Regions from separate parts of the Mus musculus genome. Here region 2 is linked to region 1. Evidence: chromatin contacts called from public promoter capture Hi-C data. All regions are on one chromosome and are shown on one strand. The core of a region is the stretch at or near the end of the contact, and the rest is flanking DNA. Distances in the headings are between cores, read along the strand shown. Region 1 holds the start of A530076I17Rik (a long non-coding RNA gene). Region 2 holds the start of Wdhd1 (WD repeat and HMG-box DNA binding protein 1).

Region 1 (3,360 bases), core at 467-2,966:
AGAATCATTTCCAAAAGTACCCACATTCTTATTCTGGATATTGGGGAGTAAGTAAAGGTTGACTTTAGGTTTTACATTATTTGAAATTTATATGACAAACATACACTGTATGGTATTTGTATCATTAAAATAGCTTTCAAAATAAGTAAAGCCAAATGAAATATAATATTTTAAAATACGATTTAAGCCTATATGTTTTAAAGATCGATTTTCTTGAAGAAGTCTCCTGATATGACCATGAGAATAAGCATATTTGAATAAAATTATTATCAACAGATATCATAAAAATCCCATGTACACTGCAAACAGATGCAAGGTCTGTGACCTGTGCACTTGGACTCAACATCCAGCACAGGGCTGATATACTTGCCTTTCTTTGTAAAGGTGGGTATTATTAAATGCAAAGTGAGACAGCATACATGGACCCTTTGGTGGTGGCTCCCGTGACTGTCATCTGTCATAGTTGGTAGCAGGCACATCATGCAAAGGGAGTCTTTCCTATGTTGCAACATTTTTCTGCTTTAGCCCTTGATTTTCCTCTGTCTGAAGTCCTACAGAGTAGAGCCAACGGTCCTCAGCTGATAAAGGACCTTGCTTGTTTTCATTTCACTCCAGCCTTGTGATTTCTTAGTTGCAAAACCGTCTTCTCAGAACTCTTGGCCAATCCCCATGGAGGTCAGGGGAAGGAACCCAACTTCTCTGTCCTGGAAGGGCCTGAAAAAGCCCACACACACACCCTTTTTTTTTTTTCTAGAGCTGTTCACAAGTTCTTTTTTGTTCCTTCTTTTTGGAAAGGCCATGGGCATGAATTTCAGCTCACAGGGAGTCCTTGTTGTAAGTCTGCACTCTGCACAATTCAATACTATGGAGCGTCCTGGTGCCCTTGTCCCTGTCCATGGGGTTCTGGGAACTAAACTTTAGCACATTTTTCAGTAAGCTTAGGGATATTCCTTAGGGGACCTATAGTTCTTTGGACCATACAAATTTATCAAATATCATGAAAGCCCCATTAGATCAAAATCAATGTTAATTGGGTAAGTCCAACTTTCTGGGAGTTTTCTAAGTTGATAACTTAGTAACTCTAAGCCAGAAAGGTGAACTCTGAAATTCATTATTATTTGAAAGAAGGATAAATATGCAATTAGAACGTGCTTGTTAGGGTTAATTTTGCTGTGATGAAACACCAGGACCAGAAGCAATGTGGGAAGGAAAGGGCTTATTTGACTTACACTAGCTTGTGTGAAGCTGACATAAAATTAGCCAGCACAACTGACTTCTTGTCAACTTGGCACACAAACATATCACTCTTAAGCTACAACCTTTCCTTTATTGTTTATCCCAAAGATCACACATTAATATAAACATCCTAAGATAAACATTTTACGGACTTAGAACATCTTTACAAATTCAAATACTTAAAATTCAATCTTTAAAAAAAAAGTCTCTATTAAAATCCAAAAATCTCTTCAAAAGTTCAAAGTTGTTCAACTGTGGCCTCCTGTAAAATAAAAAATAAGTTAACTTCTTCCTTACTTCAAGAGAGAAGAACCAGGGCATAGTTACAGTCTGAACAAAGCAACCCCACACGCTAACATTGTAAATAACTCGGTGTCCAAATTCTGGGATTCACTCACCATCTTCTGGGCTTCTCCAAGGGGCTTGGGTCACTTCTCCAGCTCCATCCCGTGCAGCACACACAGCTTGCCATCTAGGCTCCAGCTGGCTCTATTCCACAGCTGCTGCTGTTCTTGGAGGTCATCCCATGGTACTGACATTTCCAAAATCCTAGGCTCTCTTGATGTAACTGGGCTGCACTTTCACAAATAGCTTCTAATGGCTTCATTAGAGCAGCCCAGGGAGCACAGATCAATGAGATCATGAAAGGCCTGAATGCTAGACCAGTCGGTGTCAATATAACACAGTCATCTCCCTGGATCTGTGAGCCAACCAACCATTGGCTGAAAATGGGAAAAGCGATTATTTGGTACTGAATAGAGACTATCCATAATCCCTAACCACCACAATGGAACAACAATTTACATACATTTATATTGTATTTAGCATGAGGAGTCTCTTGAGTACTCAGGTAATTTAATGCATATTGGTGGATGTAGGCTGTAAGTGTAGACAGCTCATAGTACAGAGGAAAGATAAGTTCCAAGATCTATCTACCTTGGATACCAAAACTCAAGGCTCCAAAATAATAGGGTATAGTGTTTGCATATAAACTAACCACAGCTTCCTATATCCTTATTCTAATGTAAATGCCATATTGATAGTTGCATTATTTAGACAATGATGATGACAAGACTGTACATATTCAGCATAGACACGGTTTTGTTTTTCCAATTATTTGGATCCAATGTTGGTTAAATCTGTAGATACATCAGGCTGTCTACACTTTGCCATTTCATATAAGGGACTTGAGCATTCAAAGTTTTGGGTACCCTTGAGAAGTTCCAGAACACATTTCCTGTGGATACAAAAGGGTGACCGACTGTCTCCAAAACAGAAAGTGCTGGTTAGGTTCATGTGAACCAGGTAGAAAATAGACAAGACAGAAAGTGAGGACTTTTGAAGAGTTTGAAAACTTGTGTGTTTAACTGAGAGATGGGGTGTGGAGAACGTGCAGGTGGTCGTGTGTGAAGGTCGGACGACAACTTTCAGGGTTTGGTTTCTCCTACCGCTTTTACATGGGTTTGGGCAATCAAATTCAGATTGTCAGGATTTTGTAGCAAGTGCCTTGCTCATGGAGTCTTCCATCCTGCAGATTCTTTAGAGCTGATTTTACATGCATTCATTTATCCACTTGGCGTATGTGTGTTCTTGGGTGGTGTAGATAGGTACTACAGCACACACTTGCAGACCAGAGGACAAGGTCATTAGGAGTGTGTTCTCTCATCACCGTGTGGGTTCTGGGGATTGAACAAAGGCTATCAGGCTTGGAGGCAAGTGTCTCTGCCCACTCAGCTGTCTCTCTAGTTTCTCAAGAGAGTCTTGATATGAATTGTGTGCAAGACAAACCCTTTTCAAAATTAATTAATGAATCACTCACTTTACATCCCAATATCAGTCCCCCTCCTCCCATGTAAGTCCTCCCTCCGTTCCATCTTCTGCTTCCTTTTTGAGAAGAGAAAGTCCCCCTCTGGTGTAACCCTCCCCCCACTCCCCCCAGAAGGCAAACTCTTGCTGTGTACTTTTGACTTCCTAAAAATCGTAAGATAGTATTACCAACAAACTCCTAAAATGACTGTTACACGGTTATAAACCTCAGCAAGTAACAATTGCAGTTCCATTAGAAAACTAGATAAAAGCCAGGAATGGAAAATTAGCAAAAGAAGGAATGAAAAATTAAAAATT
Region 2 (3,340 bases), core at 210-2,709, 1.6 Mb after region 1:
AAGGAGAGAGGGAAGGAAGGAATATGAATAAAATAAATGTTTAGAAGAAAAAAAAGATTAACTCCCAAATTGGAAAACCCAAAGGGGGTCATAGGAAAGTGTTCATCAGTGTAGTAGCCCTGCCTGTAATCTCCGTGCTTGCCAGGCAGAGGCAGCCTCAGCTACACGTTAAGTTGGAGACCAGCCTGTGCTTTAGGAGGCCCTCACTAGGACACCAGCTTCTAGGCAAGAATGGTCCACTTGAGTGGGCATGCGTGACATGGCTGCTATAGGGGTAACCAAGTGCTTTTTGGATTTAAGGTCTATTCCACAAAGGGGAACCCATTCTTGGTAGGTAAACCCTTTCAAAAGCCCATAGCAAGGGGAGGTCTCAGGCCCTAGGGGGTACACTACTGCATAGCTAAATTGCATAACCTCAAACTGCTGTCTAAATATTTATGTACATTTCAAATGCTACCCTCAGCCTTTATTAGGGAAGCCTCAGCCGGCCTGGAGCACGCCTTTAATCCCAGCACTTGGGAGGCAGAGGCAGGCGAATTTCTGAGTTCGAGGCCAGCCTGGTCTACAGAGTGAGTTCCAGGACAGCCAGAGCTATACAGAGAAACTCTGTCTCGAAAAACCAAAAAAAAAAAAAAGAAAGAAAGAAAGAATTAGAGAAGCCTCTATTTCCAGTAAATGGTGGTGATTGTAGAGCCTCATGACCGCACAAGGTGCTGACAAGAAGCGACTTCTCAGTATTGAGCCCTAAACTAGACATTTACATTATGTCCTCTAGTACACAGGGGACACTGTGAAAGAGGAAGCTGCAAAATTCCATCTCCTGGGCACGACAGTCATTGCAATTTACAGCAACTGCTGATGCTTAACTGTCTCATAAAATAAACATGACACCGAATGAGGACGTGAGTGGCGGGAAGGCACTCCTCTGGGTAAAGGATTTTAATTTTCGTGAGGTCCTAGAAGTGCCACGACAGTTCAAAGCAAACAAGCCTCAGGGCAGAGGCGCTCCTTGTTTATTCCTTCCTCTGTCCCTCCGCATCGGTCATCTTCGACCGGCTGTCCATACCGAGAATGACGGCTAACATTCACGCTGGACCCGTCCTTTGTTTCCAAAGACGCTTACCTTCCAGAATCATCAAAGCAGACTTCGGTGTGCCCTTCCGTATGTCCGTACCTCATGGGCTTCTGTGTGGCCGGCATCTTTCCCTACCTGAGCCGTTTTGTAAGAACTGGTATTTTTTTCAGTAGGGCGATCGTCCTCTCCGCGCCGTGCAGTCCTGTTTCCCTCACCCGAGGAGCCACAGCACGATGCAGCGGAAGGTATGTCACACACGCCCGGGAGATGACAAGCTTTCCCCTCTGCAAGCACGGGCAGCGGGGGCGAGGAGCAAGCGGTGTGCACCAGCGTCTGCTCTGATGGAAGCACGGAGCCGCTTCCCGCGCTCTGGCGCGCTCGCCCTGTGCGCATGCGCGGCCCGCCGCCGCCCAGCCCAGGTCCGGCCCGAGGTCGCCGGGTGGTGGCGTCAGAAGCGCGCCGCCTCGAAGCCGAGAGCTGGTGGCTGGGGCCGCTCTGAAAGAAAAGGTGGGAGCCGAACCCGGAAGTGGCGGCGGTCCCTGGAGAGCAGGCGGAGGCAGCGGCAAGTCTGACTCTGGGCTGACCGTGGAGCCGGGGCGGGGGCTGACAGCCAGGCCTCCGCCTGGCGGGAGCCGCACGAGGAGCGGGAGTGGCCGGGCCTCTCTTCCGCGCTTGAGCGAGCGCCGGGTGATGGCGGTGGTGATGGCGGCAGGCGCTCGGACAGCTCCGCTTGAGCTGAGCTCGGAGAGGTGAGAGGGGGAAGGGTGGCGGCGAGGGCTGGGGTTTGACGCCTGCCCTTTCAGGATCTCCTCCCGAGCCACCGTAGTCGCCTCCTTGAACCGATCGAGCTCCTCGGGACCGGGTTAGGGACAGACCTTGGCAAGCCTTTATTCTTCACGCCCTTCGTGCCCTCAACTTTGTCATTTCTGTGGTAATAAAGGATGGACTGATTCTTGTTTCTTGCGACTCTAGCTAAATAATGCTAAAGAGAGTTAACTTGGGTTTTCTATTTAGTTCCGACCAAAGTTTACCAAACTGCTTTTAGATCTAAAAGGAGAGGTCTAATTTGTATTGTTACAGGTTTCTGTTCATCGTGGCAGTCGATAACACATCCTCTACTAAGTCAGGTCTTGGCCCGTTAAGTTTATGCTTTTCTTGTTTCTTCACGTTCTCCATATTAATAAATTGGTCTGTTGAAAATTATGATTTTCGGTGATAATTGGGGCTTTGACGGCGTTTTTGTGGTACCCACTGTACAGTTTCAGTCAGACTTATTTTTATTACCGGAAAACTCTACAGAGGTAGATCTAGATAACTTATTAAAAAAATTGCAAGCTTAGTTATTACTCAAACCGTGGTATTCTTGCTATGGTGGCATTTTGTAAGGCATTTCTAAGAACCTGGGTTCCAAAAAGACACTCAGATTTGTATATGAATAAAAAGGAAGAGTAGTTGGCTCAAGTAGAATCTGAGATTCTTTTTTAAAAAACAAAACAAAACCCTATTGTTAATTTCCCACAAGAATAAAGGCACCTGAGACAATGACTTTTGAGTAACTTACTTTTATTTTGAAATTATTGTTTTTAGACAGGCCAATTTATAATTCTTTTGCCCAGTACCTGGACAATAAAAATGAGTAGGTACAGTGTGAGGTTCAAGTTGAGCTGATGATACTCATCTATATATTGAATATATTGTAATGGGATTTCAGAGTAATGCTTTTCAGAGCTCACCATTCAGAAACTTGCAAGTGGGAACAAGAGTTATTGATGTAAATACTTTAGACAGTGCCTGTGATACCATTTGATTTTAGAACTATGAATGATGTCAGCACACCTGCCCGCTCTCTCTGCCCTAACAACCAAGTCAGTATTGACAGGTTAAGATAATATTTCCTTTGCTGATTTCCCAGGTATGAATAAGCTTAAGCCTGATGATTAAACAGTTTCGTTTTTAATTTTAACTCTAACCTGTTGTATGACCTTGAGTGTGAGTGTGTGTCTTTATTTTCCTGATTGTCAGATTTCTCACCTCTAAAGTAGAGGTGATACTTAGTTCCACCAAATTATTGAAGTACATAGAAGATACTCGTGGAAGTCTAAAACTATTAAGGCCTCATGTTACTAGTTAGGCACTAAGGTATATAGTAGTTTTGCTTAAAGTGGGGTTAGCCTATAAAACCTTCAAATGCTAAATGCATCCAAAACTGTGACTGCTGCCTTCATCAAGTTTATGAGCATGTTCTGGGCAATAGATTTTAAGTAG

The links. Promoter capture Hi-C pulls out the DNA fragments that hold promoters and counts their contacts.
Region 2: a contact with region 1 is called in a promoter capture Hi-C map of liver, with 3 times the contacts expected there. The contact joins the promoter of Wdhd1 here to the promoter of A530076I17Rik in region 1. A contact is called at or near these places in 4 of 39 promoter capture datasets (hippocampal neurons, liver and pre-B cells).

The regions. Positions count from the first base shown.
Region 1 is chr14:45,666,782-45,670,141 of GRCm38.p6, forward strand. A530076I17Rik (a long non-coding RNA gene) reads right to left here and starts at 1,717. Exons shown (of 2, transcript XR_003951190.1): 1 at 1,635-1,717; 2 at 1-1,498.
Region 2 is chr14:47,275,398-47,278,737 of GRCm38.p6, forward strand. Wdhd1 (WD repeat and HMG-box DNA binding protein 1) reads right to left here and starts at 1,460. Exons shown (of 25, transcript NM_001360532.1): 1 at 1,124-1,460. The coding sequence starts at 1,200. It overlaps Socs4 (suppressor of cytokine signaling 4), which reads left to right and starts at 1,523. Exons shown (of 2, transcript NM_080843.3): 1 at 1,523-1,824.